Regions from separate parts of the Mus musculus genome. Here all the other regions are linked to region 4. A link is a contact called in public HiChIP or PLAC-seq, Micro-C and promoter capture Hi-C data. All regions are on one chromosome and are shown on one strand. The core of a region is the stretch at or near the end of the contact, and the rest is flanking DNA. Distances in the headings are between cores, read along the strand shown.

The links. Promoter capture Hi-C pulls out the DNA fragments that hold promoters and counts their contacts. A called contact is a pair of places that touch in the nucleus more often than the background predicts. HiChIP or PLAC-seq counts read pairs in DNA pulled down with a chosen protein or histone mark. Capture Hi-C pulls out chosen DNA fragments and counts their contacts.
Region 1: a contact with region 4 is called in a promoter capture Hi-C map of liver, with 4 times the contacts expected there. The contact joins the promoter of Phkg1 here to the promoter of Mmp17 in region 4. A contact is called at or near these places in 3 of 39 promoter capture datasets (liver and neural stem cells), 4 of 115 datasets of contacts at active chromatin or transcription factors (embryonic stem cells, memory CD8 T cells and pancreatic cancer cells) and 2 of 9 other capture datasets (embryonic stem cells and pancreatic islet).
Region 2: an H3K27ac HiChIP or PLAC-seq map of embryonic stem cells shows a contact between it and region 4, with 2.8 times the contacts expected there. The contact joins the enhancer-like site here to the promoter of Mmp17 in region 4. A contact is called at or near these places in 8 of 484 Hi-C or Micro-C datasets (the N1E-115 cell line, brain, cerebellar granule neurons and 3 more), 13 of 115 datasets of contacts at active chromatin or transcription factors (SST interneurons, astrocytes, cardiomyocytes and 8 more) and 3 of 9 other capture datasets (adipose tissue, embryonic stem cells and liver).
Region 3: a promoter capture Hi-C map of adipose tissue shows a contact between it and region 4. The contact joins the promoter of Sumf2 here to the promoter of Mmp17 in region 4. A contact is called at or near these places in 2 of 39 promoter capture datasets (liver and pre-B cells), 1 of 115 datasets of contacts at active chromatin or transcription factors (memory CD8 T cells) and 1 of 9 other capture datasets (adipose tissue).
Region 5: a contact with region 4 is called in a promoter capture Hi-C map of pre-B cells, with 3 times the contacts expected there. The contact joins the promoter of Nupr1l here to the promoter of Mmp17 in region 4. A contact is called at or near these places in 3 of 39 promoter capture datasets (the HPC-7 cell line, liver and pre-B cells) and 2 of 9 other capture datasets (embryonic stem cells and liver).
Region 6: a Micro-C map of embryonic stem cells shows a contact between it and region 4, with 1.7 times the contacts expected there. The contact joins the enhancer-like site here to the promoter of Mmp17 in region 4. A contact is called at or near these places in 3 of 39 promoter capture datasets (cranial neural crest, embryonic stem cells and hippocampal neurons), 1 of 15 datasets of contacts at CTCF or cohesin (embryonic stem cells), 2 of 484 Hi-C or Micro-C datasets (Sertoli cells and embryonic stem cells), 14 of 115 datasets of contacts at active chromatin or transcription factors (SST interneurons, VIP interneurons, astrocytes and 11 more) and 4 of 9 other capture datasets (adipose tissue, embryonic stem cells, liver and 1 more).

Annotation. Positions count from the first base shown.
Region 1 is chr5:129,877,135-129,880,464 of GRCm38.p6, reverse strand. Phkg1 (phosphorylase kinase gamma 1) reads left to right here and starts at 1,377. Exons shown (of 10, transcript NM_011079.3): 1 at 1,377-1,534.
Region 2 is chr5:129,268,227-129,271,885 of GRCm38.p6, reverse strand. No RefSeq gene overlaps it. Among named protein-coding and RNA genes, the nearest start is that of Gm34145, 38 kb to the left of the region's middle. Within about 2 kb of position 1,520, at least 15 of the 459 cell types and tissues checked have an H3K27ac peak or open chromatin away from gene starts, as enhancers often do. A contact at or near this core is called in embryonic stem cells, where this site is marked.
Region 3 is chr5:129,844,996-129,848,832 of GRCm38.p6, reverse strand. Sumf2 (sulfatase modifying factor 2) reads right to left here and starts at 1,843. Exons shown (of 9, transcript NM_026445.2): 1 at 1,747-1,843. The coding sequence starts at 1,837. It overlaps Cct6a (chaperonin containing Tcp1, subunit 6a (zeta)), which reads right to left. Exons shown (of 13, transcript NM_009838.2): 11 at 3,761-3,837; 12 at 3,178-3,250; 13 at 2,390-3,085. The coding sequence ends at 3,013.
Region 4 is chr5:129,582,419-129,586,255 of GRCm38.p6, reverse strand. It overlaps Mmp17 (matrix metallopeptidase 17), which reads right to left and starts at 2,087. Exons shown (of 10, transcript NM_011846.5): 1 at 1,808-2,087. The coding sequence starts at 1,963.
Region 5 is chr5:129,906,359-129,910,096 of GRCm38.p6, reverse strand. It overlaps Nupr1l (nuclear protein transcriptional regulator 1 like), which reads right to left and starts at 1,557. Exons shown (of 3, transcript NM_026916.3): 1 at 1,176-1,557. The coding sequence starts at 1,505. The coding sequence ends at 1,197. It also overlaps a transcript of Zbed5 not described here.
Region 6 is chr5:129,297,619-129,301,312 of GRCm38.p6, reverse strand. No RefSeq gene overlaps it. Among named protein-coding and RNA genes, the nearest start is that of Gm34145, 8.5 kb to the left of the region's middle. Within about 2 kb of position 2,207, at least 47 of the 459 cell types and tissues checked have an H3K27ac peak or open chromatin away from gene starts, as enhancers often do. A contact at or near this core is called in VIP interneurons, embryonic basal ganglia, embryonic stem cells and 2 more, where this site is marked.

The DNA of each region.
Region 1 (3,330 bases), core at 128-2,627, 290 kb before region 4:
GAGAACCCTGTCCCACACAAAAACCAGCCAAACATCAACAACAAAAACATGGAGTTCAATTCCCAGCAACTACATGGTGGCTCACAAACCATCTGTAATGGCATCCGATGCCCTCCTCTGGTATGTCTAAAGACAGCTACAGTGTACTCACATACATAAAATAAAAAACTTAAAAAAAAAAAGTCATGCTTGGTGTTGCACCCTATAGTGCCAACACACAAGCAGAAGCAGGAGTGCAAGTGTGGAGGCCTCTTGGTCTGCACGGTTTCTGGGTCGTCAGAGTTGTGTAATAAGAGTCTTGTCTTCACTGGGCAATGGTAGCACACGAGTTTAATCCCAGCACTTGGGAGGCAGAGGAGGCAGGCAAATTTCTGAGTTCAAGGCCACCCTGGTCTACAGAGTGAATTCCAATACAGCCAGGACTATACAGAGAAACCCTATCTCCAAATAAAAGACTCTTGTCTTCAAAAAATAACAATGTATTCCTTTCAAAGCTGGTGTTGCCAGGCTGGAGAGATGCATGGCTCATGTGAAGAGCACTTGCTACTCTTTCAGAGGACCTGAGTTCAGTTTTCCATACTCATAGTGGCTATAATGGTCTGTAACTCCAGTTCTGGGGGGGGGGGTCTAATGCCCTCGCTGATGTCTGAGCATATAAGACATTCCTGTATTACAGATACATACTGCCAGCAAAAGACTCATACACATAAAATCGCAAAAAAAACAGGGCTAGAGAACCTGGCTCATTCCTTAAGATCATAAACTGCTTTTCCAGAATTCGATCTCCAGCACCCATGTAGCAAACAACCAGCTATAATTCCAGCTGCAGAAAAACCCAACACCTGGCTTGGGCAGGCACTAATACTCATATCCACATACAGATAGATATGCTGTGATGGTTTGTATATGCTTGGTCTGGGGAGTGGCACTATTAGGAGGTGTGGGAGGGGAGAGGGGGTAGAGAAAAAAAAGTTGCCTTGATCATGGTGTCTGTTCACAGCAGTAAAGCCCTAACTAAGAAATACACACTCATACACATAATTAAAAGTTTGCTTGTTTGTCTTTGGTTTCTCCAGACCAGGTTTCTATGTCTAACTCTGGCTGTTGTGGAAATCACTCAAACTCAAAAGATCTACCTGCCTCTGCCTCCTAAGTGTTCTCCAACACATTGGCTCAGCAAAAGCCAATATTTAAAAAAAACCAAAAGGCTTTGTCTCCTCTGAGCCATTTGCTTTATCCCTGCCACATGTGCTTTCCCCAGGCTCCGCCAGGTGTCACCCCTGATGTAGTTCTGCCCCAGGCCTAGCCCTGCTGGACCTTGGCCTGCATCCCAGGTTTGCAGTTGTGATTTATTTTTGGCAGGCCAGCCTTCCATCACCAAGTACCAAAGTTCCGCAAGAGGAGCAAGACAGCAACTCCAATAAGTGTCTGCTCAGGACACAGCTTCAGCCCTTTGTGGTCTGCTGTCTCCCAAGGGCTCCAGGACCTTTGGAATTCTTGTCACTTCCATTCAAGGGCCTACAAGGACCTCACGGTGAGTAGCCAGGCAGTAGATGGGAGCAATGGGGTTGTGAGGCAAAGACAGGAACCCCTTCCAGGTCTGTTTGACCCATTTCCCCTTAATCCTGGGAGAGCACGGATTCTCAGAGCACCTGTCAGGCAGTTACCTACAGATCATGGATCGGTTGTGTTCTCTGATTAGCTTTCTGGGATATCAAATTCCAAAACATTAGACTATCTATTCTCATTTAGAACACCTCCACACCCCTAGGGAGTCTTGGAACAAGTGTCAGGGGATAATGAAACAGTAAATCCAGATCCATGGTTGGCTCAAGTCAGGCCTTAAGAACAGGGAGATGGACACACGTATATTATCAGAAAGGGTAAACACAGCCAGAATTTGACCAGCCTGGCTCAGGCTGGCATCCTGGTGTGAGCCAAGAATTGCTCTGAACTCAATCACGCAAGGGATCTGCTGTGCCTAGATAATAAGTGAGGGGCATTACATGCCCATCTTGGGCCTTTAGAATGGCCTTTCAGCAAACAGGCTTGTTTTTCAAGGCATACTAACACCTTCAGGCTCTGTTGGCTGTTGATAGGGTCAGCACACAGGCCTGTTTCCTGCTATTGGCAAAGGAGACAGTTGTTATTCTAAACCTTCTTCTGGTAACCAGGCACCCAGTCGCTGGACACCAGGCTTCCTGCAAAGGCCAGCTTGAGGCAGCCAGCACTGCCGCTTGGCTGGTCAGCAAATTGGGCCCCTTGGGAGACCAAGCTTTCTTGGAAGTGGACATGAAGCATGTACCCTTTGCCTGCTTGCCTCTTCCTATTGCTGGGTGATTTTTCTGCCTTTCTCAAACCCTGGGTCTGGAGCAGGAATTCAGTTTCCTGGTAGGAGCCTCTATGTCCCTGGAACAAGATAGGCCAGCTTAGCTTCTCCACATCCAAGATTGAGCACCCTGACTCAGGGCTGTGGGGGATGTGGTGCGGTGGCGGTGGGGGTGGGGCATAGCTCAGCTCAGTCAGTGGCAGAGTGCTTGCCTAGCATACTCAACACCCTGGGTTTTATCCCTAGCACCTAAAGATAAAAATAAGACGGGCTGGAGAGATGGCTCGGTGGTTAAGAACACTGGCTGCTCTTCCAGAGGACCTGGGTTCAATCCCAGCCCCCACGTGGCAGCTCATTACTGCCCTCGGCTCCAGTTCCAGGGGATCCGACACCTTCACACAGATACCATGACACATAAAATTAAATTTTTTTTTTAAAGCAAAGTAGAAATAAGAGTAACCGACTCATGCCAGGCATGGAGACACATGCCTTTGATGACAGCACTAGGAATGCAGAGGCACAAAGATCTATTTATCTATGAGTTTTAGGCCAGCCAGGGCAACATAGTGAGACCCTGTCTCAAAAGGAAAAAAACAAAAAAAAAACAAAAAAAACCTTACAGTGTTGTCCACTCTGCTCCAGGACTACTGGGGTCTTGCTTGCCATTGCTAGGTAGGATCTACGGTATCCATCAGCTAAGACTTATACAGTGCATCACCTGTCCATTGAATCATACCCAGCACTTGCCACACACCGGTGCTGGGCAGAAGGCACAGAGACATCTAAGCATCACAGTCTAATGGGAGGTTATAGCAGAGGCTGAGACCAAGCATTACTCGTCCAGCTCCAGTACAGAGCTTGGCTTTTTTTTTTTTTTTAAGTAAGATTATCTTGATTTTACATGTATGACTGTTCTATGTGTGCACCACATGTCTGCCTGGTCCTGATAGAGGCCAGCAGAGGGCACCTCATTCCCTGGAACTAGAATTATAGATGGTTGT
Region 2 (3,659 bases), core at 271-2,770, 310 kb after region 4:
CACACAGGCTCCTGTGAGCTAACTTGCCCAAGCATCAGAAATTACCCACGGATTATTAAACCCAACCATGACCATAAATTAATTACTTAAACCCACAATGAAATAAGTTATATGGGAGCCGAAGGTGTCTCTGTCCTTGCTTTCTGCTTCATTCTCTGACCTCCACGCATCACACTGACACCTGGAGTCAGAGTCCCGGAACCATGGCAACTTCTAACAGTGTGATCCGGAGGGCTGGCTTTCCAGACTCCAGAAAGTATGTAACCAGCACATCGCAGATAGCACAAAGAAACCAGGGCCTTCTGTCCAATGTTCAAGAACTGCATCGCAACCTGGTCAACGCTTCCACAGAGTGATAATCATAGCCATAGCTTCTGTGACTGGCTTTGGCTAACCTCACGCTAATGCTGAGCTTTGAGCCTGGCTTTATGTGACTGAAGTCACCCAGGAGGTTTCAGCGCAGCCTGCACACCTGCCCATTCTGTGCCTCCACACTGAAGAGCTGGGTTGGTTAAATTACCAGCTTGAATACCTGGGAAGGAAGACCAATGACTGTCGGGATCAAGTTGGCCCAAGGGCACATCTCTGGGGTGTTATCTTGGTTGCTTTAATTGATGTGGGAGGATCTAGTTTGAAAGTGGGTGGTACTATCCCTGCGGTTTTGGTCCTGGACTGCAAATGTAGAGAAGTTAGCGGGGCACTAACCATGCAAACATTCACCCTCTCTCCTCTCTTGGATATGTTGTGACTCTCTGTCCCAAGTTCTTGTTTCACTGCTCTGCAGTGATTGGCTGCAAGCTGGAACTAGAAGCCAAATAAATCCTTGATCCTCTGCATTGTGCTTGGTCAGGAAATCTTAGCATAGCAATAGAAATGAAACCAGGATCCGGGTGGGTGTCAGTCGGCTGGACTCTCAGTGTCCAGCGTTAGCCAGGATGGACTCCTCTGCAGAGAGAGGAGTTTCACAGTTATGTCAGTGGGGAAAACTATAATTATCAGAGGCCGAGGTAATGAGAGGTTCACTGTGAACAGGGAAGAATTCATCACGGGTGGGAGAGGCTGGTACACAGGTCAGACCCTGGAGATGCCAACTGTACAGGAATAGCTCCAGCAACCAGGCCCTGATCCCTCCTGCCACGGTCTTCCACAACCTCCATGGGGTCAAGTCAGCAGGGTAGGGCGATGGAAGAAGAAGTGTCTGGCATCTTCTTCCCTTTCTACCCCATCAGAGAAAAGAAGAAGAAAGTACCTACTTAGAATTTGGGAAGATCCCCGAAGTGTCCCCGGGGGAAGTGACCCTGTATGTTGGTTAGCAAGTGGCACTCTCCTTATCCTTGGAGCACCTGATATATACACAGTGCATCTTTCTCTGGATTCCAGGGAGGCTGTGCTGGCCCTGAGCCCTGCCCCCACCCCTACCCCACTTCTCTCTCCTCAGCTCCTCCCAAGGCTCACTAACACCTGCTGCAGCAGTTTTTCCGGTCCTGGTGCACCTCACTCTGAAAGCATTTTCCATTGTCTTGCAGAAGCTCCAGTTGTGACAGCCCCACCCTGTCCTTTGTCCCTCATAATTACCTCTCATAGCTATACTGTGGCAGGCTGGATTAAGCCAAAAAGTCAGAGCTAGGTGAGAACGCGGCTCAGATGTCCTTTGGTTAGCAGCAGGTATCATCCAGCAGTGCAGGATGCTGTTGCTAAAATTAAGAGAGATGCCCCCTGTGTTCCTCCCACCACCCCCACAAGATGCACCCTTCCTTGAAGGCTCTGGTGCCTGGGGCTATGACGACGGGTGCCATAGCAACCCATCAGGTAGAGTACTGAGCTGGGGCTAATTTAGTGACACACTGGCCCTGGTGAATGGAGCTCTAAGTCACCTTGAACACAAAGTCAGCCTGTCCAGGATTAGGCCAGTCCCCAAGGGTTACAGAGAGACAGAAGTACTGTATTCAATCCCTCTGTGAGTGTCTGGTCATGGCCATGCACTTGGTGAAGAGAAAGGAGTCCAGATTTAAAGGAAAACAAGGTGCGGGCTTGGCCAGGCTTGCAGACTGTGTGGCTAAGACTCAGGACACGTTGGCACCCAAAACCTTTCCCGAGATCTCAGAGAGTTCCCACCACATGAATCAGCGCAGAAAGTGCTCGAGGTAGGAAATAGCTAACCTACAACAGGAGTCCTAGCAGCTGGGGCTCCTGATAAGGATGGTTGGGCGCTCTGAGGGTCCCCATCTTGATTTGCATCAAGTTGAGGGAAACTGGCTCCGAGGGATATGACCAAGAAAAAGGCTTTTTACACAGAAGCGAGGAAAGAGGGAGATACTGGTGGCAGGAGCTGGGGCCTCAAGCAATTCCTTCAGGGGACAAGTTCCTGGGCCACGAACAGCCCCATTGATTTTGGGGTGAAGGATGAAACTGGAATAGTCTTGGTATGGACAGTGAGGGAGTCTGGAGGGATAGATAGACATGGAAGATGGGCTGAACCCAGAGCAAGGTAGGCCAGTGAGGTATAGGGTAGCTGCCCCCCAGAGAGGAAGAAGGAATGGTGGGAAAGGCAGAGACTAGACTTTGCAGGGGATGGTGGATGAGAAAGGGAAGAGAAAGGTATGTGTTCTGGACACTGCCCCATCATGCTGGCCAGCCACAGAGTCACAGAGTCCCCTTCTTAGCCTCCCGTTGCTACCAGCTTGACTCTGTGTCTCTGGATATGGGGTACGGGAAGCTCTCAGTTGACTGGCTCCAGATCAGTGACAGGGACAGCTACAGCAGCATGTCCCTGCCATGTTTCTTGAGCTGAGATGTGTCCTTGCTAGAAGCCCCCACCATTCACGATATGTCAGGATCCATCCACTTCAGCCACCACAACAGGACCACCACATTCCCCTCTGAGAGGCCACTCTGAAATCATGACAATTGTCCACCCTTCACAGGAGAAACTGAGTCTGAGCCTCACAGTGAAACCTCCCTGTCCCTCTGAGCCCCAAGCCTCCAGCTCTGGAGGCAGACTCTCCTATATGCAGAAGCCTAGAGTCCCGCCTGCCCCAACCCAGCCATAGGGCTTTTCTTTCCCATCCCCAGAATGCAGTTAGGCTTCTGGAAGCAGTGAGTGCTCCAGTGCCGGGAGTAAAGCCATGGCTGTGTCGCAAACACCCGGTCACAGCGGCAGCTTTGCTAGCTGTAAATCACAGAAGGAAACAGCACAGCATCAATCAGGGTGATAATTGCTGCAAACTCTCGGCGGGGAGAAATGCAGGCTCAGCAGAGCCTTCCGGAGACTCAGCCTGAAGGATAAAAGCCTTATGTGAGCGGGAGGCCCAAGCCAGTACCACATGCCCAGAGTCACCACAGCCAGAAGTTCCATCTATTACCAGAGTGAAATGGCCCAGGGACCCAGACTTCATCTTCTCAGCTACATTTAGAATAGCATTCAGACGCCAGCCCTATGGATTTGGAGCTGAAAGGCTTGGAGGCCTTGCTGGAGTAATCACACAGTGGCTGTTGACCACGGAAGAAGGATGGCTGCCTTGTGTGAAGGATGCTCAAGCTGTGACCACCTGTGAGTCCCCATCCCAGCATGGCCAATGGCTGTCCTTGTGCTTCTCTTTGAGGCTGACCATCAGGTGGACCTTAGTGTTCTCCCTGAGTGTGACTTGTGTGACCCACCT
Region 3 (3,837 bases), core at 594-3,093, 260 kb before region 4:
TGCAGGCATGTGGCACTGTGCCCCAGGCTCAAGAACTTGATGTGTGTGTCACAGGGAATTGAAACCAGGGTCTCACATATGCTATGTGGTGCTCGACCCTAGCTTCTCATTTTAAAATTAGTTGCTTTTTTCCCTTATTTTAGTTTTTGATGACAAGGTCACCCTACTCCCACCCCACTCCAACCCTGGGCTGGCCTGAAAAGAAATCACTATATAGATGGACTAGCCTTGCTTGGCAGTCACAGAGATCTACCTACCTTTGCCTCTCAAGAGATTAAAGGTGTATAAGCAACCAGACCCTGCTTTTCAGGGTCTTATATTTAACCCTCTTCTCATTCTGATACAATTCTACCCATCTCAAGAATAATCCCGAGAGGGCAAAAAAAACCGAGTGAGTAGGGAGATCTCAAATTAAAGGGGAATGAAATATCAAGCTGCAATATAAACTGTAGTTTGATTGTAATTTAACAAACTAACATTTTAAAAAATATTTTTAGGGTTGAGCAGTGGTGGCCCTTTAATCCCAGCACTTGGAAGGTAGAGGCAGGCATTTCTCTGAGTTTGAGCCCTGTCTGGTCTACAGAATGAGTCCAGGACAGCCAAGGATACACAGAGAAACTCTGTCTCTAAAAGCCAAAATTAAATTTTTTTTAAGGACCAGGTTAAATCTTCTGTCCTTTGCCAGTATCTGTACACTCACGGCACACAAACACATACATAAAAAGTGGACACCTCTAAGCCCCAGCATACAGAGGCAGAAACTGATGGATCTTTGTGATTTGAGGCCAGCCTGGTCTACATAGTGAGATTCTGTCACATAACAAACTACAATCTAAGACCATATTTTATGCCTTATAATCCCAATTCTAAAGAAGCTGTCGCTGGAGATCACAAGCTCAAGACAAGCTAGGGCTACACAGTCAAGACCTTTATACCAAAATAAATAAATAAATAATTAAATAAATAAATAACCCACCCTCACCCCCCCCCAAAAAAAAAAACCAAACCCCTAAACAAGGGGCCTCTGCGCCGTAGCTTAGCTGAGAGAGTGCTTGAATCTCTATGAATTTGAGGTTAGCCTGGTCTATGTTCCAGGCCAGACAAGGCGACATAGTTGAGCCTCTGCCTCAAGTATAAAATAAAATAGGATATTAGTATATAAGAGCTCCTGTTGCTCTCGAAGACGCTCCGTTTTCAGTCTCCAGCACCCAAGCAGTGGTTTATAACCATGTTTCTTCTGTTGTAGGGATCCAACCTGACCTCCGCCGGCACCAGACACCCTCGTGGTGCACCTATATACGAGGTTGCAAAACACTCATACACATAAAATATCCTAAGAAAAACTGAATCCAAAAGTAACTAGAGATAAAAGGTGCATTTAAACAACATTTTGAGTATCCGATTACTATGTATGTGACTTAAGCGTATCTTTAACTTTCAAAGCTTTCTACAAATAAAAGCTACGAGTCACACGAGTGCACCAGCTCAAGACATGGAAATGGAGAAAAGGAAAATCAGAATGCCTTACTCCCAACGCCCCAGACAGGGCTGAATACCAGAAGAGACCCTGCTTCAAAAAAAGAAAAAAAAAAAGAAAAAGTGCAGTTTCATGATGGCCAGCCCCAGCAAGTAGCCCGAGACCCTGCAAACCCCCTCCGAGGTTAGGGTAGCATCTAGAGCGCAGGATACAGTCACTTTCAGGTGTTCAAGGATAAGGGTGATATAGGCACAGAGCCACACACTGACCTAGCTGAAGCCTGGGGCAGGACAGGAGCCACAGCAGCAACACCGGAGGGAGCAAGGAACCCATGCTGGGGAACCAGAACTCAGAGCGCATGCGTCTGCTCGGGCGCTTCTTCGCGCCTGCGCACTCGCACTGACTCAGTGACCAATGGCAGGGCGCTCCTTGGGAGCTTGCCTGTCAGGCCCGCCCATGAATGAACACAGGCCCACACCCATCCTACTCTGATTTTATCTGACTGCTTTTGTGTGATGTTAACACCCTTGCAGGTCCAATGTGCTGCAGTCTCAGCTGGCTAGAAGTTGCCCACGGTGCTGGGCACTAACTGCCTGTCTGTGAGAACCAGTAGTACGTAGCTGAGCCAACTCTCCACCCAGATATTTTCCTCTATTCAGTTGAGCTGTTCACTCACTCACTGTGGAATACGGAGCCAGCCCCTCTCCCCAAGTATCACACATAAAATCAAGTACATGAAAACCAAAGAGATAAGCTGTTACAGGTATGATGCAAAACCAAGATAGAAAATAGCCTAAAAAATCTTGTTTCACCCAAACCCTTATTCTTCAACAACCGTCCTTTTGGCTGTTAAATGTGTAACTCTCTCAGCCTCTTGTGTTCCCATGTCTGGAAGTTGGGTGGCAGAGTTCTGACCTTCCAGCCTCCACGGAGTAACTTGGCTTTATTAGCTTTTCTGAAGCATTTTCAGTCATTTCAAGTGTGAATGATCCAGTAGCTTCACTCTTTAAGTATTTATTAGACATTATGAAACCCATAAATTACCCAGATGTGTTTTACACTGGCAAGGATCTTACATGTTTAACAGGGAGTTGGCTGGATAATTTCAAATACATCCACAACAAATTATTCTTTCGACCTGGGGTCTCCTGTAGCCTGAGTTGGCATAGAAATTCCGGACTATTTCCAAAGGGCTAGGCTTACAGGCATGTGTCACCATGCCTTATTTAGGAGAAAACCATTACAAACTTTCAAAGAACACTTACGGAACAAGGGTAGACAACATGCTTATCTTATGTAATTTTTGTATCGGTGTAGCTAAAACATCTTGTTCAGTGGGTTGAAAAAGAGCTGCTTTGAGTGTCTTCAGATACTCAAGGCAAAAATAAAATAAAATTTTACAGTATAATTTGAATAGGTGTCAAATGTCCCGTTTCTTTTCTCCAATCAGGAAGAGAAAATTTTTTTCCAAATCACTTGAAGCTTGGACAAAAATAACCATTCCCCCCAACATCCTGTAGTATCACAGGCAGGCCTCAACCCTTCAGAGAGGACATCCCAGCTCGCATGATCTCGTCGACCAGGAGAATGTTGGTGGCGATCACAGTACTGAAAAGGAGGAAGAGAGGACAGATGAGCTATCAACCCAAACTGCTGTGTCTGCCGCCCGCCCGCGAGCCGCCATGATCGTGTACACTCACCAGGAGTGTAGCAGCTGCTTCTTCACACAGTAGTTATCCCACACACCCATCTCTGCAGCCACCATCGGCTCACCTGCAAATAACCAAGAGCACCAAAGGCTTTTTTCATATATTTTATGAACCCTACCAATTCTAAAACAGAAAACATGGGCCAATTGAGACCATATTTTTTTTTCCTTTTCAAAAGATAAGAATTTTCTATACTACAGCGCAAGACAGCATCCAGGCTGCGGTCCTGTTGCCTCAGTTCTGAAAGGATCACAGGCTGCATCAGGTCAACCTCAGGGACTTTAAATACAAAGGAACAGTACTCTTCCATTAGTAACCAAGACTTCTCCAAACACTCTTAGCAATGCCTTACAGTCAGTGCTCACTGCTTAGCAGACTGCTGCACACTCTGCTCAGGACACACTGCTGTTGACGCACAACACATGCACTTTTGACTTCTCTCATTCCCAAATGTCTTCTATTAGGTTACTCACATAAGCTTTCTGCTTTTCCCACAGCACTGGTACCAAGATCCTCCTGTCACCCATCTTCCCCCACCTAGGTTTACCTCACAACCAAGCTGCAATATTCTCACCTGTGCTCAGATCCACACCTACGAGCTGGCCGGATTCCGAATGTTCAGCTTGAACTTTAACTAATGTTTCCTGAAGG
Region 4 (3,837 bases), core at 838-3,337:
CAAGCTCTTAGGTGCCATTCCCTAGAGGGCCACCAGAGGGCGCCCCCACCGCCACCAAAGGAGAGGCGGGCAGGACCCGGTTCCCACACCCGGGAGGGTATTGTCCTGGGCAGGAGGCTGCCTGCGGCACCCTCCCGCCTTACCCAGGATTGGACGACAGGGTTTTGCTGCCTCTGGCAAGCCTGGAGTCACATACCCTGGTTAGTGAGATCTTCAGGGTGCTGGTGGGTTGGTGACCCTGGAGTGCTCAGGAACTCAGTAGGGGAGGGGAAAAGTCGGATGAAGCCCACAGGTGCCAGGGGGAGGAGCCAACCCCACCTCAACCACCGAGGTCCGCTGCTGCAAACTTCCTAAGTACACTGGGCCTGATTAAGAACTTGGATGGGCAGGGGCTCCCTCGCCCTGACTCCTCCCTCGCTCTGTCTCCTGTCCCCTAACCAGTCCCGTTAGAGATACACTGAAAGCTTGAAGGAAGACGGTGTGTGTGTGGGGGGGGGGGGGGGGGAGGGTGCGTCTGGACTCTGTTGTCACCCACCAGAACTGGGTCTGGATGTCCTAATGCTCATGGCATCGGGGAGCCAGCTATGAAAGCCTAGGATCAGGAACGTGAGGAACCCCTATTTTAGAGGCCACTGGAGTGGGAAGAAGCCACCTCAGGGGACCCTCAGACATCTGCAAGTGGGCAGAGAAAGCATGGGTCGCTGCCACCTCAGATGCCTGGGGGGTGGCAGAGTCTGCCCCTCTCAGATCCAGGGGCAAATGTTGCCAAACTGGAGGTTGCTCCCGCCCCAGTGTCTCCTCCAGCAGGAAATCTCCATGACACCTTGCCTAGACCTGAGGTGTAGGAGTCCTCGTTGCCAACCGCCCGTGGAAAGCGGACTCTGCCAGGACCCCATTAGGATATTGGCTGGCTTGTGCCAATCAGGAAGCCGCGCCTGGCCGGGTCTCCAGATCTAAGGAACCCAGGCCGGGGCCTCCTCCTCCTCCTCGAAAGCGGGCTCTAGTCACCGCGCGCGCCTTTGCAGAGGGCTTCGCGGGCCTGCGGAGCCATAAAGTCTGATCGAAACCTTCCGGGTCTCCTGCGGGTTTCCAAACCCGACTTCAGTCAGGAGGGTGGGCAAGAGGTGGGAAGAAGCCGGTACCCGGGTCCCCAAGCTGGAGTGCCTAGCTAAGCTCTGGCAGTGGGAGTTGGCGGGATGGGGACGGCAGCGGGCTTGACACAGCAGAGGTTGTCACCCGCACCGGCGGGACAAGGCCGATCGCTCCGGTGGAGGAGGGAGACGGGGTCGCGGCACGCTCGCCGTGCGGGAGGCTCTTCTAACATCGTCAGCGGGGCAAACTCGGGAACCCCAGGTTTTCCGGACGCCCACAGGCGCGTCCCCGGCCTGGGGTGCGCGCCCCTGACCTCCCACTCCGGCCGCGAAGCTCGCGGGGCGCACCGCTCCGGGCGTCTGTGACACCGGTCACCCCGCCAGAGGTCTCTGTGGAGCTGCTTTTAACCAGAGACCAGGCTCCGGCTGGGCGACCACCTCCCCGGGGCGCCCGCGGCTGCGGCGCACGACTGCACGGAGCGGGAAAGGGACCGGCATCCTCCTAGACCTGCAAGCGTGAGCCTCGAGCAGCCCGAGCCCCAGCCTCAGTTTCTCTGTCTTAAAAATGGGTTCCCCCCCACACCCCCGCCTCACCGGGATTCGCGCACCTCTCCGAAAGGAGCAAGGGCGAGTCTCCCTTCTCCCTTGCACCTCGTGAGCGCCTGGGGACTCGGCTCCCGAGTGCCCAGGGTCCCGTGCCCCTGTCGTTCACTCACCACCCCGAGGCTGAGGTCCTCCGCGCGGGGCGCGGGCGCTGCGCAGCCCCCATGGGCCGCCAGCGCCAGTACAAGCAGCAGTGGTGGCAGCCCCGGCCCGGGGCGTGGAGGGCCAGGTCCCCGGGGGGACCCAGGTCCCCGCGGGCGGCGTCCCATCCCGCTCTCCCAGGTCGGGTGGCGAGGGTCCCCGCACCCGCCAGCAGCCAGCTCCGCGCCTCGCTCGGCTCCGCGCCCGCACCGCTCCGCTCCGCGGGACTGAGCCGCGCGCCCGCCCGCCTCCGGGGCAGGGCCATGCTAATGTATGCTAATAAACATCGCCCCGCCCACTCCCTTAAAGGGGCCCCCGCGCGGGCGGGACCCGGTAATGGCACAGAAGCTTTGCCCACCCCGAAGGCTGGAGCACTGCTGCAGACAGGGAGCCGGCGGATCGGGCTGCGAGTGTCCTAGAGTTCTCTGCCGTCCTCTGGACGCGCCCCCTGGTCGCCTGCTAGAACCCTTGGTTTAGTTTCAGGTCACTTAGGACCTAAAGACCGCTGCAGCGCGCGTGATGGGCACACGGGGGAGCCCGCGGGCCACAGAGTCTTGGGGCGAGTGGGAGTAAGCACCCCGATTCTGAGAGATCGGAGGTGGGGGAGGGGATTAGTGTGATACAAGAGAGCGTAGGAGGGAGCGGGGGCATGGGGTGGGATGGGATGGGTGAGCGTGGGCGGGAGTAGGGGCTTAGGACGGGAGACTAGGCCGAGAGCACACCTGAGTCCTGTATGGAGCCTTGGGCACAGAGCACCTTTTCCCCTTAGTCCGCCAGGGAGCATCTAGCCTCTGCTGCTGAGGGTCTGCATCAGGTGTGAAAAAAGAGACTTTGTTTTGAGGGGCGGGGAGTGAACCCCCCATGCTTCCGGCGGGCTGGACCCGTTCTATCTCCGTGAGCCGGGAGGCTATGAATAGCAAACATTAGCTGGGATCTGGCACCCGCTCAGCACTTTACAGATGAAATTTTCTTTCTCGCAACCCGTAAGAAGTGGAAACCATAGTTCCCAATTTGTACACAAAGAAACTGAGGTCCAGAGAAAATAATACCTAAGTAGGAGACAATGTGGAGTGACAATGTGGAAACTGGCTGGGCCAAGGGACAGAGTTCAAAACCAGCGCCCTCCCACCCCAAGCCCCCGCCCCAGCGGCTGGGTCTCCAGCCCCTTCCCCGCGGGTTTCTCTAGTCCCTCGGTGTCGTTAGGATTACAGTCTATTTATTGTTTGCACGCGGACACTGAGGTTTAGATGATGCCTCTAAAGGAGAGGGTGGGTGACTCCCTGCTTTGAAGGCAAAGTTCCCTCCCTCAACTCCCAGCTGGTGTCTATCCATACCCTGTTGCTCTCGGGGGTCTGGGTGGTTTGGGGAGAAGATTAGATTCTGCACCAGCTTGAGATGGGTCCGTGGGTTGGGGGGTGGGAGGGCGGGGGTTAGGACCTTGACACGAGAAAGCCCTAGAGACAGAGAGTGCGCAGCCACAAGACAGTAGCATCTCCCGGGTGTTTAGCTATGTGGAACAAACTCCCTATCAACCCGTGGAACAGTACTGCCCACAGTTAGTTAAAAATGGGTCTTCCTATCTCAATTAACCTAATCTGGATAATCCCTTCGAGGCGTGTCCAGAGGCTAACCTAATCTAGATAATCTCTCACAGGTGTGCTGGGAGACTTGTTTCCTAGGAGATCCTACAGCCCGTCAGGTTTACAATATTAATGCATGACATTAGTTCATGCTGCATTAGAAGGAAGGTCGGTTCGGTCCCTAGGGAGAAGATCGATGCTCTCCTGTTAGACAAGAAGAGAGAAACGTATTGCATTCGTAGGCCCTCTGAGATCAGCTTCAAAGCTCGGGTGGCCCCATCTTCTATCTGTTCTGAGGTCTCTGGGCCTCTCCTAAATGATGTCCCTATGTGGAAAGGAAATCTCAGAGAAATGTGGAGCAAATTGGGGACAAAAGAACTGGTTCAGGAATGGGTGGCTCTAGGGGCTCTGGCTCCAGACCC
Region 5 (3,738 bases), core at 308-2,807, 320 kb before region 4:
AAGGCAAGAGCTGCAAGGGCTCTTAATGGCTGAGCCATCTCTCCAGCCTCTGACCTTGAACTTCTGACCCACTCTTTCACTTTGCTAGTTCAAAGAGGCATAGAGGTGGGCACTATCATGCCCAGTTTCTGTCTGCTGGCTTGCTGGGTTTTGGTTCTGTCAACTCGACATAAACTAGAGTCATCTGGAAAGATACCTCTATTGTAAGACTGGTCAGAGACAAGTCAGTGCGGGGATTTTTCTCAACGCTCAGCTCACTGTGGGCGGTATCACCCGGGGCTGATAGTCCTGGGAGGTACAAGAAAGGTAACTGAACATGAACCTCTGGGAACTGTGCTTCCGGTTCCTGCCTCTGGGTTCCTGCCCTGACTTCAGGAAGGGCTGTAAGCTTTAAGGTGAAACAACCCCTTTCCTGCCCAAGTTGCAAGCAAAAGTTCACGGTGTTTATTACAGCAATTGGAAGCAAACAAGGAGGAGGGGCAGTTTTGTTTTGGGACAGTGCCTCAAAGAGTGTTCCTGGTTGGCCTCCAATTCCAGCGGTCTCCTGAGCACAGAGGCTGGAGATGGATTACAGGTGTGAGCCACCCTGCCAAGATGGATTTCCTCGGACATTTCCCTATATTTCCAATGTAGACTTTTCTCACACAATTGCAAACTTCCAAACGGTGGAGACTTTCACCAGCAGCCGGGAAACCCCTGGGTCGGGGATCGGGAGCCAGCACAGTTATGATTAACGCTGGGAAGTCTCAGAAGCAGATGACAGGTGAATATGGTGGCCAGACCTGTCATCTCAGGACTAGAGAAGCTGAGGCTTGCTACACACCATGGAATCCTGGGCTACGGGCATCATCAATAAAACAAAACCACACAGCAGGGAATCATGGCCCATGCTTGAAACTTTAGCATTTTAAGGTAAACGCTGGAGGGGTGATGAGTTCGAGGTCAGTTTAGGAGACAGTGTCAGAAATGAGAAGAAAAGGAAAGGAAAAGAGAAGAGAGTAAAAAAAGAATTGGACATTGTGGCTCATGTCTTAGCATCCCAGCCCATCCATGGAAGCTGGATGCAGGACAATCTGGAGTCCAAGGTAATCCTCTGCTACACACTGAGTTCGAGGCCGACCTGAGATATACATTCTACTCCCTACCCAACACCAATGGGCTCCGCCTGCCCATACCCGCTCAAGCGTGGCGTGTGCTCAGGCCAGGCGTGTGCGCGGCCGCGGTTGCAGCTGGCGCTGGCGCCGCTTGCGCTGCCCGTTGAGCAGTATCTGCGCCACCTTGCGCTCGTGGCCGCCGGGCACCGGGTAGTTGGTGCGTAGCTGCTGCTCGCGCCGCGTCCGGCCCTTGCTGCGTCCAGCCCCAGAGGCCGGGAAGTCACGCAGGTAGTAGTAATCCAGGCAGTCGTACACCTCCTCTTCGAAGCCGACGGTGGGCAGCGCCTCCGGCGGCGGCGGGCGGGCTCGAGTCCTTGGGCCGGAGACAGAAGGACGAGTTGGAGGGTCCATCGCCGATGCGCTCCGCCCGCCGCCGCCGCTGGTCACTCCGCCGGAATGCCCCACCCAGTGCTCCTATTGGCTCCGCTGTAGGGAGCGCTCTGTGACCTCACAGGGGGCGTGGCTTCCATGCTTCTTTGTTCCAGATGCGGAATTGTGTTTCTTCGCGGGGTCCGAATTGTAAATAAGTATAATAAACCTGGTTTCGCTGGTTAAAACCTGAAGGGACGGAATTGGGGAATGTGACTCAGTAGAGTGCTAGCATGCACAAAGGCCTGGGTTCCATCCCCATCACTGTATAAGTCAGGTGTGGTTGTGCACACACCTATAATCCTAACACTGCGATAAAAGACGAGGAGCTCTGGCCAAATGAATTTGCTAGCCTAGTTTGGGTTCATTTGTGCAAAAAGAAAACTGGCTTGCTGAATTGCTTTAACTTTGTTCTTGTGACAAGAAAATTCTCTTCACGACATTACTATTTCATTGTTATAACCAAATGTTTGGCAATAATCTGTTTAGGGAAGGTTATTTTTTTGGCTCATCGTTTGAGAATACAATCAGCTAAGACACGGTGGGCAGGATCTTGAGGCTACTTATTCAATCTGCATTCGTCCATTAGGAAGCAAAGAAAGGGGAATTCTAGCATCTTGCTTGTGTTTTTTTTTTTTTTTTTTTTTTGGTACCCCCCCCCCTCCATTTTTATTCAAGTTCCCAGCCTACTGATGATGCAGCTACATTCAAGGTGGGTTGTCTCTCTCCAATCTATAATCTCTGGAAATTCCCTCAACAAATCTACACAAAGGCATGCTTCATAAGTTAAGAAGACAGACTTACTAAACATCACAAGTAGCATGTTAGAGCCAAGGGGCTGGAGAGGGTTTAGTGGTTATGATCTTGCAGAGGATCTGGGTTCTACTCCCAACACTCACATGGTAGCTCAAAACTGTCTACATCTCCAGTCCCAGGGGACCTGAAGCCCTTTTCTGGCTTCCTGGGGCATACATACAAGCAGGCAAAACACTCATTCACACAAATAAATGCATGTAAATGTAAAAGTAATGTGTGTGCACATGGATGTTGTGAGACCCTGGCTTAAAGCATTTCTCCCTGAAAGGTAAACCCCTAAAACATTTCCCCAAGCTTGTTTTCCCTGATCTTTAAAAATACAGCTAGAAAGAAGCTCTTTGTTCTCTATAGCCAGCAAAAGGCTTTTTTGTTTCTATACTGTACAACCAGAGATGCCGGCCTTCCTGTGCCGAGGACACAGAGATAAAAATTCAGAAAGAACTCACTCCCCACTCCTGTCTTGTCACCAAGGACACCCGGAAGAGAAGAACTCCTCCCAACTCCTCCCAATTCCTCAGCTAGCTGTTAAAAGCCCCCTACTGTCACCTCTGGGGTCGAACTCCCCTGCCCTGCGAGGCTCCAGGGGTTCGTCCTCAGCTAGCTGATAATAAAACCTCTTGCAGCTTGCATCAGGTGTGGTTTTCTCTCGGGATGGTGGGGTGTTGGCCAGTTCATCCCAGGACTTGAATGGAGGCCCAGCATCCGGGGCCTTACAATGTCAGAGGATAGTTTTTGGAAATCTATTCTCTCCTCCCACCCAGTGGGTCCTGTGGGTTGAACTCAAAACCTCAAGCTTGGTAACACCCACCTTTATCTGATGAACTATCTGAATGGCCCCCACATGATTGTTTTAAAGAAAGACAATCATTAATAGATCTCATCCTTAAAGCAACACGGATATCGGACTTAACAAAGTATCTTGAGGATTAATCCCAGGGTCTCAAACGTACTAAGCACTACCACTTTGCTAATCCTCAGGCCAACAAAGTTTATCAATTTATCAGTGTACAACAGTAATTTTAGCATTTAGGAAGAAGCAAAGGCAGGCAGGACTCTGTGAATTCAAGGCCAGCTTTGTTTACATAGTAAGCGCCAGGCCAGCAAGGACTACATAAATGAGCCTACCTCTCAAAACAAATAAACATAATGATGTTAGTTAGACTCAGTGGGGTCGTGGTGGTGGTGGTAGTAGTGCTAGTATAAGCCTGTAGTGCTAGCTCTCAAGTGGTTGACACAGAAGGGTTACCTCAAGTTCCAGGCTAGTCTGGACTGCAAGGTGAAATCTTGTTTCCAAAAAAAAAAAAAGGACAATCCTTCACACATATACTCAAACCCCAAGAATGCTGACTGACAAAACTAAAGTAAAACATGGACAGAGAGTTAAAGATGGAGCATACTT
Region 6 (3,694 bases), core at 958-3,457, 290 kb after region 4:
AGTGTGTGTGTGTGTGTGTGTGTGTGGTGTGATATCTGAAGAGCTTTGTTTACTGAGCTGAATTTCATATAACGTAGAAGTAAATATTTGAAGCACAGGGCTTAATGGCATTTAGTGTGTGCCTTCCACAGCTGTGTCAACCTCAAGTAATGACACCAGTCCCTTGGTATCCGTTTTGCTGTTCCCTCTCAGAGCGATACTCCGCCGGTCCATCCACACTGTCACCCAGGTCGTTGCTTTCTCTCCGGTTTTAGGTGTGAGCTATTCTGTCGTATGGATGGCCACTCTTCGTCTATCACAGACCACTGGATGTCTGTGTGATTCATGGCTTTTATCTTGTTGTTGTTATCATGAGTGTCACTATGAACATTCAAATTGAAAATGGCTGTCAATTGGAGCACTCGTTGGACTTAGCGACAACACTCCTAGATTCTCTGGTGATTCTGTGTCTAACCAGAGAGCTGCCAACCGGTTTTCCAAGGGAACCATGCCCCTTTTCAGTCACCTTGCCCATGAGGCCACAAATGAGGCCACGCTTGCTCTGTGTTCTGCCAAGTACTTCTTATACTCCATTACTATTATTATTGTGTCTGGGTCTTCTACAGCTGTTTGGGTTTTCTGCTTCTTCCTGAGTCAGCTCTGGCTCCAGTGTGTATTTGTTTCTAGCACCCTCTGGCTCCATCTAGGTCACCTAGTTGCTGGCATCAGCTCTTCACGGTGCTGAGTCATTGTGCTGTCTAAGGTGGCGGTGCTCCGCATCCATCCCTGACTCTTACAGCTCCTCCTGTGGCCAGTGTCTTCCCCTCTATCGGATTGTCCCTGTCCTCTTTGTGGCTATATTATCCCCTCCCTGTTAAGTGACAGATACGTTCAATGGCTCCTGGGCCCTGTCACGCTACCTGTATCAGTTTCCGTAGCATCCTGCCTCAGGAGGCATGAAGAGGACCCTGAGTAATTGGGTCCATTGAAGCAACTGTTCTACCAGCCGAGGAACTTGGCAGGAAGGATCTGGGGATCTGGAAGGACAGGAGCCCAAAGAGGCAGCACAGCCAGGCCAGGCAGCAGGTTCTGTCCCAGCAGCCTGAGTTCAAATCTTTCTCCACTGCAGTTGGGGAGCAACTGATCCTGTCTTTCTCTCTGGGCCTCAGTTTTTCCCATCTGAACTATGGGAGAATAGTGAGGAGATCCTGACAGGAAGGGTAAGACTATTGGAAGCTATTCCTCCATGCCAATAGCTCTCTGCACACTCCACTGGGTTCAACTCAAGGTTCTCTCTCAAAACTGGGATTAAGTCTCTCTCCCTGTCCCTCTCCCCCTCCCTCTCCCCTCCCCCTCTCCCCTCCCCCTCCCCCTCCCCCTCCCTCTCCCCCTCCCTCTCCCCTCCCCCTCTCCCCTCCCCCTCTCCCCTCCCTCTCCCCCTGGCTTCAGCCACTTGCAACTCAAAGTCTTGGCTTATAAAATATTTCCAAATGTTTAGAATGTGTTCCATCCATCTGTTACTAAGGCAACCCACATGCTATGGTGAGCTTAGTTGGGGCAGAGAGAGGTAGGGTAGGTCCCTGTTGCTTTATCCCCCTCTAGGAAGGGCATGTTGGCTTGGTATTAAAGTCTCAGCCACTGGGGACTCTGGATTTCAGCATCCTGGTGGGCCAGATGCCTGCATCTCAGGGCTATTTAAATTTCACATGTACAGTGTGTGGGGGTGGAGTAGGGAGACAGACAGGAAGTAGGGAGAGTCACTCTGAGCAGGGTGTGGACAGGTCAAGAGGAGGGAATGCATTGTGGATGCCTCCTCAAGCTGGCGAGTGGCTCCGCATCCTCACTGACCAATTCCTTCTCTGATTTTGGTGACTCATCCCTGCCTACAGCAGGGGCTGGATGGGAAAGGACATCACAAACAAAACCGACAGTTATAGAAAGCAGAGACTGGCAACCCTTGTGCCCCCTGTTGCTTGTCCAGAGAAGGGGGAACCAGGGGTCAGAGGACACACCGTCCCCACAGCGGGACCATCTGGGGGAGGACAGAGATGTGAAAAGCCTTCAGAGAGAGAGAGACAAGGCCACTCTGTGAGGGGAACAGCCTCCCACTAGCTGAGGGTTCCACCCAGCAAGGTTTGGGGATAAAGGTCGGCCAGCTGCGGTGAGGCTCTTCAGAGGTCACTGAAGGTCTGGTTCTAGCCCCGCCCACAGAGTGGAAAGGGTCACAGTTCTCTGGACAGGAGGTGGGGCAGGGGTCCTGCTGTGAGGGAGGCTGGGGCGAAAGCTCAGCACTGGCCAAGAATCTTCCTGCTAAAAAGCCTGGGAGCAGATTGACTGGGGGTGGATGTTGGGGTGGAAGTGGACCTTATTGCTTACCAGTAGGGGTCGGGTAGGGGCTAGTTCGCCCTTGCCCTAAACACCCTCCTCCTCTTCCTCCTCCTTCTTCCCCCTCCCTCCCCCTGGCAGCAACCTCTGGCAGGAATGCTGCCCTCAGAATGCTGGTTCCCAGAAGGGAACTGGGTAGCTTTCACACTCCACAAAGACACCCAGTACGCACAGAGTGACCATGGTGATGACTCAGACCTCTCTGTTGAGGGGCTGTTTGTGAGCGACAACCTGGTAAGGATCAGTCAAGGGCCTAGATCTGGGGGGGGGGGGGGGGGGGATCTGGAAGGACAGGAGCCATTTGCTAGGAGGGAGCACAGCCAAGCCAGGCAGCAGGTTCTGTCCCAGCAGCCTGAGTTCAAATCTTTCCCTACTGCGGTTGGGGAGCAGCTGATCCAGTCTTCCTCTCTGGTAGGCCTCAGTTTTCCCATCTGAACTATGGGAGAATATCCAGGAGCTCCTGATAGGCAGTTAGTGGGACAAGTAGGGGATTGAATGTGCAAAGGCTGAGGCCAGCCCTCCACCTACACATGAGTGAGACTACCACCACCCAGCACCCAAGGTATCACCCCAGCTTTCAGGCCTGGGCCAGCTTAGGGGGTCCCCAGGGAAGACCAAGCCAGCAAGCAGAGTGCAGAGCCCCTCACTGGTGGCCTCAGGGGAAGAGAGTGAGTGCTGTCTCTGTGTCCCTGCTCAGCTGGGATTTCGTCCCCTTGAGATGTTCTCCCCACGGGCTCCCCCAGTGTGCCAGCCAGCCTATTTTCATCACCCAAGCCTCATTTTCTGAGTGACTGCCCCTCCTGCTGTGAGGCTGAGACACAGCCACAGGCCTCTCGCTAATTAATGAGAGGCAGCAATTAGCCATTTACAGCAGAGCAAGCGCTGGTAATGGGATTTCTAATTCTGGAGGGAAACGAAGTTAAACTGTGTTCAGAGAAAACGAAAGCTTGAAATCCAAGATGGGTTTTTCTTTTTTGGTGTTGGTTTGTTTTTGTTTTGTTTTTTGATTCTGGGTTTTGTCCTAGTAATTAATAGGATGGAAGCTGTTCAACTTCCTGCCAGAGAGCAGAGATAAGGCCAGTGTCTCACAACTCGTGGGAGAGGGACCGACTTGGTCTCCTCCAGGAAACCCTGTGGATGCTGCCTCGGAGGACAGCTGTAATGGACCAGAAAGCTTGCTTCTCTGTCCGACTCCAGCAACAGTGACCTAACTCCTGAGACTCTAGAACAGTGATTCTCTACCTGTGGGTCTGGACCCCTCGGCAGGCTGCTAGCTCTAAAGTATTTCTGTTAGGATTCAACAAAATACAGTTACAAAGTAGCAACAAAA